Regions from separate parts of the Mus musculus genome. Here region 2 is linked to region 1. A link is a contact called in public Hi-C data. All regions are on one chromosome and are shown on one strand. The core of a region is the stretch at or near the end of the contact, and the rest is flanking DNA. Distances in the headings are between cores, read along the strand shown. Region 1 holds the start of Idh3b (isocitrate dehydrogenase 3 (NAD+) beta). Region 2 overlaps 4930402H24Rik (RIKEN cDNA 4930402H24 gene).

What was found. Hi-C and Micro-C count contacts between places; a contact is called where the count stands out from the background.
Region 2: a contact with region 1 is called in a Hi-C map of the HPC-7 cell line, with 3 times the contacts expected there. The contact joins the enhancer-like site here to the promoter of Idh3b in region 1. A contact is called at or near these places in 2 of 39 promoter capture datasets (the HPC-7 cell line and HPC-7-derived erythroid cells), 2 of 484 Hi-C or Micro-C datasets (the HPC-7 cell line and frontal cortex) and 1 of 115 datasets of contacts at active chromatin or transcription factors (large pre-B cells).

What each region holds. Positions count from the first base shown.
Region 1 is chr2:130,282,554-130,287,131 of GRCm38.p6, reverse strand. It overlaps Idh3b (isocitrate dehydrogenase 3 (NAD+) beta), which reads left to right and starts at 2,681. Exons shown (of 12, transcript NM_130884.4): 1 at 2,681-2,750; 2 at 2,884-2,961; 3 at 3,096-3,194; 4 at 3,303-3,423. The coding sequence starts at 2,715.
Region 2 is chr2:130,782,762-130,786,940 of GRCm38.p6, reverse strand. It overlaps 4930402H24Rik (RIKEN cDNA 4930402H24 gene), which reads left to right. Exons shown (of 37, transcript NM_029432.2): 11 at 1,401-1,482; 12 at 2,481-2,517. Among named protein-coding and RNA genes, the nearest start is that of 4930402H24Rik, 55 kb to the left of the region's middle. Within about 2 kb of position 1,395, at least 12 of the 459 cell types and tissues checked have an H3K27ac peak or open chromatin away from gene starts, as enhancers often do. A contact at or near this core is called in the HPC-7 cell line, where this site is marked.

The DNA.
Region 1 (4,578 bases), core at 1,432-3,931:
GGGTTCTGTCCCCAGCACCATAAAACAAACAAACAAACAAACAAACAAGCAAGCAAGAGTGTCATGTTGAGGTGGAAAGACCTTTTTGAGTTTGAAAAGACCTAGGTTCCAGGTAAGTCCCAGGATTAAAAAACAAAAGCCTCAATGTTTCCATCTGTAGAATTATAACATATGCTTTCCTTCCACTTAGAGCCATACCACATTAGAGGTTTGTCTGGGATACAGAAGTCCTTAGCTTATAAAGTAGGTTAAACCACAATTTTTATCTTTGTTTTTTACATTTGTTTAGTGTGTCTGTGCATATGCATACACATGCATTTAAAAGTTCAATAGACATCAGCTATTACTTCATTTATTTTTAGAATGCCGTTTCTCCTGCCAGAAAGATGAGTGATTGGATTCCCTACATGATCTTGGCCACTGCATCTCTATTATTGGTTGCCATGGTCTTTCCTCTCCTCATCTCTCTTCACACTCTGATCCCTTTTCCTTCTAGGACAGTTCTTGCCACAGGAACCCTCAGATCTCCACATTTGCTGTAGCTTAGAGTTATTAACATTGAGCGACTCAGTCCAGTCTGTCTGGACCAATGGTTTCCTTTGCATGAGTTACTCAAGCTCCTCCATTGCTTGCTCACAGTATACACTCAGAACCACCGTCCGGTAAGAGTATAGGAGATTCCTAACATCGCCAAAACCCCTCTCATGTCTAATCCAAAACAACACATGCCTCTAGTGGGCACTTCCAAATCTGACTTCTTTTTGAAGGTTATGTGAATATGTCATATAGTACTGGTGGTCGTCTAGGGGAGTGCCAGGTTTGTTCCTTGAAATGGACAGAGAACTGAGTGTTCAAGAAAGACAGAAGACCAAGCCATAGAGAAAGCAAAAGTAGAAGTTTTATCTTTTCGAATTGGGAGAGGCCCTAAAGCTGGGAGTCCACTATATTGATGCTGTTTGTGTATTTTTAAAAATATTTATTTTATGTGTATGCCCTTGAGTGTATGTATGTGCATCATATGCATACAAGGGTCAGAAGAAGTATTGGATCCCCAGGAACTGGAATTACAGATGGTTGTGAGCTGTCATGTGGGTGCCGGGAACAAAATCTGGGTCCTCTGCAAGAGCAGTAAATGCTCGTAACTACGGAGCAGCCTCTACCCACCCCCATGTATCTGCTTGTGTACTTTATAGGGCCCTAGAGTCTTCTCCCTGATGGTCCTGCTCAGATACCTGATGTGCCTTGAGTGAAAATGGCCAGTTTGAACTGGAGAGAGAGAGAGAGAGAGAGAGCCCAGCTGCTTCCTGATCTTGCTGCCGTCCCTTCCCCTCTGTGGTGACTGGGGTCTCCTGGAGCCATGAGCTAAAGTAAATCTGTTCTTTCGAAAGCTGCTTTTGTCTGTGTTTTGTCCCAACAATGATAAAAGTAATTGATACAAGTCCATTAGGCAGGCATGGGGTACACGCCTTTAATCCTAGCACTTAGAAAGCAAAGAGGCAGGTGGATCTCTCTGAGTTCCAGGTCAGCCTGGTCTACATAGGAAGTTATAGGTCAACCAGGGATATAAAGAGAGATCCTGTCTCAACAAAACATACATGCCTGTTCTGATACACTTTCCGTGTAGCACTCAATAAATTATATGAGATACTCAACATTCTATTATAAAATAGACACTGGGTTTAGCAATCTAATGGAGTTTTGAGAGGAGATGATATAGAGGACCCGCCCCCCATCCAGGATCCCTGGGGACATAACTAAGCAGCTAAATCAATGTCAGTAACTCTTTATTTCCAGAAGTAGTGGGAGAGAAACTATCAGCTATCATGATGAATGAGTTTTCTGTTTACTGCATGAGAACAAATTCATGAGTGAAACACACACAGATCTATAATCAAACTATTGAAAACACACCATTTCACCTGTAATACATACATGGCTAGAGGTGCCCTGCAGGATAGTTATAATCTTCATCATATGTACAAAGGAGAATGTACAGGGATATACACAGCAATGTTGCTGAGAAGAGCCCAAATCAGATTTCATACTAGGTATCTGCCTATTTAAGAAAGGATTAAGCAATTTAGTAAATTTAAATTATAGCATACTATACAGTGGAGCAAAAGAATTAGCTTTTATTTTTCAGCTTCTTTTTTTTTTTTTCCAGGATGTGGTGGTGCACACCTTTAATTCCAGCACTTGGGAGGTGGAGGCAGGCGGGTCTATGAGTTTGAGGCCAGCCTGGTCTACAGAGCTACCTCATCAACTCCAAGTTAGTTTTCTTATCATAACCAGTTTTCTTTGTAATCTGAATTATTTTACCTATTTAAAAGAATTCTAAGTGACTAACAGTGAGTACTAGTTAAGAGAATAACGCATAACAGAACATTCAAACATTCACAAATTCCCAAGACTTCTCAACTTATTGTTAAACTCACATCCTTGTTCAATACTTGGCCATATATATTTGGATGTTGTTTTGAATTTTCAAGAGAAATTAAATCTGACGAGTGAAAACAAAGCAAACAGACAAACTGGTTGTGTGTCCTGTGACCCTACATTACCAAACAGAAGGAGAGAACTCAAGTGAATCCGTACACACCGCCGATTGGTACGGGAGAAAGAACCGCCAAGCTCGCCAGGGCTGACAGGAAGTCCAGCTCCCACGACCGCGCTCGCTTCCGGCGTCACTTCCCCCGCGACTTCCTCGGCCGAACATGGCAGCGCTGAGCAATGTCCGCTGGCTGACCCGAGTGAGGCCCGGGACGACCTGAGCGGAGGGTGGGCGGGAGAACAGAGGGTTTGTCCGCGGTTTCCAAAAGAAGGCAAGGTCATCGCGGTGTAAGGGGCCGCGGTGTCCCCGATCTGACCTTGTGTCTGTCGCAGGCGGTGCTCGCCGCTCGGAACTCCGGGGCATGGAGAGGTCTCGGAACATCTACGGCTCACGCCGCTTCCCAGAGCCAGGTACGCTTGAGTCCAGCTTCGTTCTCGCCCATCCTTGTCGCCTCCTTGCCGCTCCCCTGGGTTTCCCCTCCCCACCTCTTTCCCTCTGACTCCCACTTCTGCCCCTGCTCCATCTCTGCTGGCCCCACTCACAGGCACAAGATGTGAGGGTGGAGGGTGCCTTTCCTGTGACCATGCTGCCTGGAGACGGCGTGGGGCCAGAGCTCATGCATGCTGTCAAGGAAGTGTTCAAGGTGAATAGCCCGGGGCGGGGGATGGGTGGCGGATCAGGCTACAGGGATGGATGGGTTGTTGGAAAGTTCAGACCTGACCCAGCCCTGTGCTTGGACTTATCCCTGAAGGCTGCTGCTGTCCCTGTGGAATTTAAGGAGCATCATCTGAGCGAGGTGCAGAATATGGCTTCTGAGGAGAAGCTGGAGCAGGTGCTGAGTTCCATGAAGGAGAACAAAGTTGCCATCATTGGTTTGTATGGCACTCTGTCATTTAAGAGCAGTGTTCATAAAGCCCCTCTCTCTGCAGTGTGTATATATCAGTTTTCCAGACTGGCCTCTACTGACATTTAGGAATTTGTTTCTTCTCAGTGGCAAACCAGGAGTTAGTGATGTCAGGAAGGGGTTGGGACCTGCTGAGGCTGTGTCACCGGGGTCAGACCCTGTTAGTTGTGTCTGCGTGCCCATTCTTTTTTGGTTTGTTCATTTATTGTTTGTTGTTGTTGTTGTTGTTGTTGTTAGTTTTTCCAGGTAGGGTTTCTCTGTGTAGCCCCGGCTGTTCTGGAACTCTCTGTAGACCAGGCTGGACTCGAACTCACAGAGATCTGCCTGCCTCTGCCTCTCTGCTCTCTGCCTCTGCCTCCCAAGGGCTGAGATTAAAGGCACGGCCACCCTAACCCAGTGTGCGCTGATCATTCTAACCACTCCATTTCTTCTCTTGTGCTGTTTTATTCCCCATATTGGATTTTTAAAAATTTATTTATTTATTTATTTATTTAGCTTGTAGGTTTCCTCCTATAGACCCACTTTCTTGGACAGCCTCACTTGCAGGGCCAGCTTTTGCAGAGGAAAGTCAGTTCTTTATAATCTGGCCCCTGATGTTCCTGTTTTCCTTTCTACAATTTGTTCTGTGCGTTGCTCACAATCCGCTGTCCTAATTGTCCTGTATATGTCACTGTGTCACCTATCAGGATCTCCACTCACTTGTGGCATTAGTTTCCTATGACTGCCATTGGATGCTACTGAAAATAACATATATAATTCAGTTCCTGAAGCTACAGTCCCTCTAAGTTCCTTGGGGCAAGTTTGATCCTCACCAGCAAAATACCCAATTTCCTTTTCTTGTTTTTTCTTTGTGCACAACTACTATCAAATGGCAATCAACCAACAACCCCTCTCTGCTTCTCAGGACCCTAACATTTCTATACCCTCTTGAAAAGCTCCCACAATTCTAAATGTTACATAATCACAAAAACTACCTGATCCCAGGCAAAACCACACCCGGCATGAGGCAAATCTTAGTCAACTGCTGTGAAGAGTCTGAAGCAGACCTGTATCCCACACCTGGGAATAAAACAAAAACATAGTCTCATAACATTTCAGTGGATTTTTTTATAAAGAAACCAAA
Region 2 (4,179 bases), core at 146-2,645, 500 kb before region 1:
AGAAAAGGAAGCCTATGGTATTTGAAGCTCCAAAAAATACTAAACACAATTTAATACCCAGTCAGATTAACATCAAGTTTTACACTAAAGGCTTGCTTTTTTTCAGGCCTTGTTACTAGAGTTACTGTGTCTAGCTTCGACAGAAAGTTACAAGGCATACCAAAAGTTGAGGGAAAGGTATTGTGTGAAAAGACAAATGTGTTATTTCTAAAACTTTAGGACTATGGCCGATGTCTGTAATCTCACTTGGGAGTTGGGACAAGAAAGTTGCAAGTTCAAGACTAGCTTGAGCAACATAGCAACACTCTTGTCTGACAGGAGTGGAGTGGTGGTGGTAATATAACCTTCAGAATCAGATAAGACTCATATTTTAAACTTCTTAAAATAGAATTTGTTTTGTTATTGTTATTTGCAGGATAAGATGTTGTGATAAAACACTGACCGAAGCAACTTAGTGAGGGAAAGGATTTATTTGGCTTATACTTTGAGATCACAGTCCATCACTCAGGGAAGCTGGGATGGGAACTCAAGCTGGCAATTGAACTGTAGACTGTGGAAGAGCTACTTCCCTTGCCTGCTTAGCTAGCTTCCTTGTACAGCCTAAGGCCACTGCCCACAGTGGGATAGGTCTCTTCCATCTATTCATTAGGACAGTTCCCCTATATATAGACAATGCCCACCAACAGCCTGATCTGGGTAATCCTTCAATTGAGACTCTCTTATCAGGTGTTTTAGACTTTGTCATATTGACAGTTAAAGTTAGCTAGAACCCCTCCCCAAATCATGTAGTAGGAGAGAACCAACTCCCCAAAAGTTGTTTTCTTAGTTCCACATGTACACTATAGTAACCTGTTTGCACCCCTCACACAAATAAAATCAAAATTAAAAACAAATATTTAAATTTAAACAAATAAATACTATTGTTTAAATCAAATTAAGTCATCTTTGTCTATAAAAATAAATTAGACTGGGCAGTGGTGACACACACCTTTAATCCCAGGAGGCAGATTTCTGAGTTCCAGGACAGCCTGGTCTACAGAGTGCGTTCCAGGACAGCCAGGGCTACACAGAGAAACCCTGTCTGGAAGAAAAAAGAAAATAAGTAAATCAGGTTCAGTTAAGTAAACGTCGTTGCATTAACTGTTTGCTTTCATGTCTTCAGCATCACTTGTCTACGTGTGCTCCGTTTTAAGAGTCTGATTATTGTGCAAATGTTCATGAAGCAGGGTGTGTGTGTGCCATGGCAGATGAGTGGAGGTCTGAGGACAATCTGGTGAAGTCTGTTTCCTCCTTGCATCTTTCCATGGTTTCTGGGGACTGAGTTTAGATGGCCAGGCCTGTGAGCCAGCTCACCAGCTCCTAGTGCACTCATCTTTCTTTCTTCTCCCCACAACGTTCAGGTCGCTCAGTGTGTCTCACCAAAGGGACCTCTGGCCTGTTCAAGAACATACTTTTTTGGAGCTACTCATGTTCCTTATTTGGGTAAGTCTCTATGAATAGTTATCTTACCAGCTATTACCTAATGGTTTTTCCTATGAAAGAGACATTATTATACAATTTACTATTTTATGCAAAATTCCATCTTGTAGGCATTTATCTTTCCCTGATTGCAACTATAGAATCAATTTGTTTAACTCATTCCTCACAGAATTCATTTCAATTCAACCTATAGTTTAAAGTTTAGCTGTGTTTATCCCCTGTGCTGTGTCAGAAGAAGGGCCAAGATTAATGAGACAGTTTGGGATAGCCGGGATGTGAGCTCCAGTCGGATCACATGACTGAACTCCTGCCTAGCTGCTCTGTGAAAAGAGGAAGTAGGCTGTGATAGGACACCCAAGGCTGAGGACTTGCAACAGTGAACTTCAGGAAGGCTAGGCCAAGTAGGGGAACACTACTTGCTGGGGTACTCTGAAGCTTCGGGTATCCAAAGAGACATGGGGGAGAAACTTTTAAATTGAGTGTGGCTCTCAGCATTGCTTCCCAGAGGTCAGGATTCAGAGGCCATTCATATAGAAGCCAGGAAGTTCTGGAAAGAAAGATTACTTAGATCAGATAATTAAAAAAATTAAAAATAGCCAGGCAGTGGTGGCACACGCCTTTAATCCCAGCACTCAGGAGGCAGAGGCAGGCAGATTTCTGAGTTCGAGGCCAGCCTGGTCTACAGAGTGAGTTCCAGGACAGCCAGGGCTATACAGAGAAACCCTGTCTCAAAAAACCAAAAAAAAAGAAAAAAGAAAAAAAGAAAATTTAAAAACAACTTAAACAACATTAATTTAAGTGTGTGTGTGTGTGTGTGTGTGTGTGTGTGTGTGTGTGTGTGTGTGTGTAAAAACATTCAAGAGCCTAAGATTCTGTGAAATGAATTGAAAAAGAGTCAGGGGGTAAATGAAAGTCTGAGAAAATTCTGGGAAAAGGCAAGTACCGCTTGCCGTCTGTGCGTGTGTAGTATTTAATTTAACCTGGAACATTTCCCTTTCCAGGTGACAACGAGAAGCTGCCCAGGACCACGGAGCAAATGTAAGTCCTTAAGCCAGATAGGTTTCCTCTTCTCAGAGTTGAGTTTCTCTCTGAGGCCCTCCTGCTTCCCCTTGGGGTCCACACTGCTGGGGACAGACGGACACTGCTGTCTGTCTATGGCTCAGCCAGTCCCAGAACGGCTCAGTCTGGAGCCTTGTCCAGAGGGCTTGGCCGCTTTGCCATCTGCTCCTCCCTCTGGAATGCTTCCTGATCTCCCTGTGTGTATGCTCATACATTTGTATGACATAACTTCCCTTCCTGCATATTATACACAGTAAAAAATACTTAATTGAGGATTTTTCGAAAACCAAAACCTTCTGCGATTCCTTGGGGGAAGTCTGATATCTCATGTGGTCTGCAGAGTTCTTTCTGGACTTGACATTCAGACTTGTGCACAGAGCTGTGCTCAGTCTCAGCTGTGTGCTGTAGAGAGGTCCTGCTTAGTATTGACTGACTTCCCTCCTTTCACATAAAGGAGGAACGCACGGGTCGGAAATAGATGTTGAAGCTCTAAAACATCAGCTCTTGACCCGAGGCCCTAGCATAGCTGAGTTCTAGACATTTCTTTCAATGACCAGCAGGGATTGGCCACAAATAATTGTCTATATAGATCACATCAAACTCCTGGCCATGAGGTAATGTGGCTGCAGCATTCCTGTTGAACATCAGGGCTGCTTTGGTTAGGTGTTAGTGTCATCCCCTTCTGACACAGGCTGCGTACTCTGCAAAATGACAGCTTCCTTCTCCCATTGGAGAGGAGTGAGAATCAATCAAGGCTGCACAAATAGTGCATGCTTCTATTAGAATCTCCAAACAAGTGTTCAGAGACCATGGATTGACCACAGTTAAGCTTCTGTGACATGAGGCCACATGGAACATCTGCTTACTGCACATGACATCTGCTTACTACATGTGAAAGTCTGCTTTTTTTTCTCTTGAGACAGTTATATCAATTACTTTCCTTGTTACCATGGTAAAATACTAAAATACCAAAAAAAAAAAAAAATTACAAAGGGAGGGAGCAGCAAGATGGCTCAGCAGGTGAGAGCGCTCACTGCCGATCTGTGCACAGGGTGCACTGTGTGTGACACTGTTTCTGGGGAGGCATAAACAAACATTTCACTTTACCACAAAAGTTGAGCTTGGTAAACCAGTGAGTTTATTGGGGGGTTACTTCCAGAAGTGTGGATGACCTCAAAGGCAGCCACAACTGCGGCACTGGCCACCCACTCCAATTTGGGTGATGCTTGAAGCTCTCTGCACAGTTTGTGAGCAGCTCAACAGACTAGAGAGCCTCCTCAGCAGCCTTGACTGCTCACATAGCCCTGGAGAGAGGGAGGGGCCTTGTGAAGTTGTTCAGTTTCAGGAACTTCTGAGACTTAGCAGGTTGTTTAGTTTCTGAGTCTTAACTTTGCTTAGCATTTCCTGAGTCTTACCAGGACTTCCAAGGCAGATTCAGGGAATCTCTGAATTTGAAACCAGTGTGGTCTAAACACTGAATTCTAGGACAGCCAGGGCTACACAGAGAAACCCTGTCTTGAAAAACCAAAAAATAAAAATAAATAAATAAATAAATAAAAGATAGAATTCTAAGTCTTTTTTTTTTTTTTTGGTTTTTCGAGACAGGGTTTCTCTGTATAGCCCTGGCTGTCCTGGAACTCA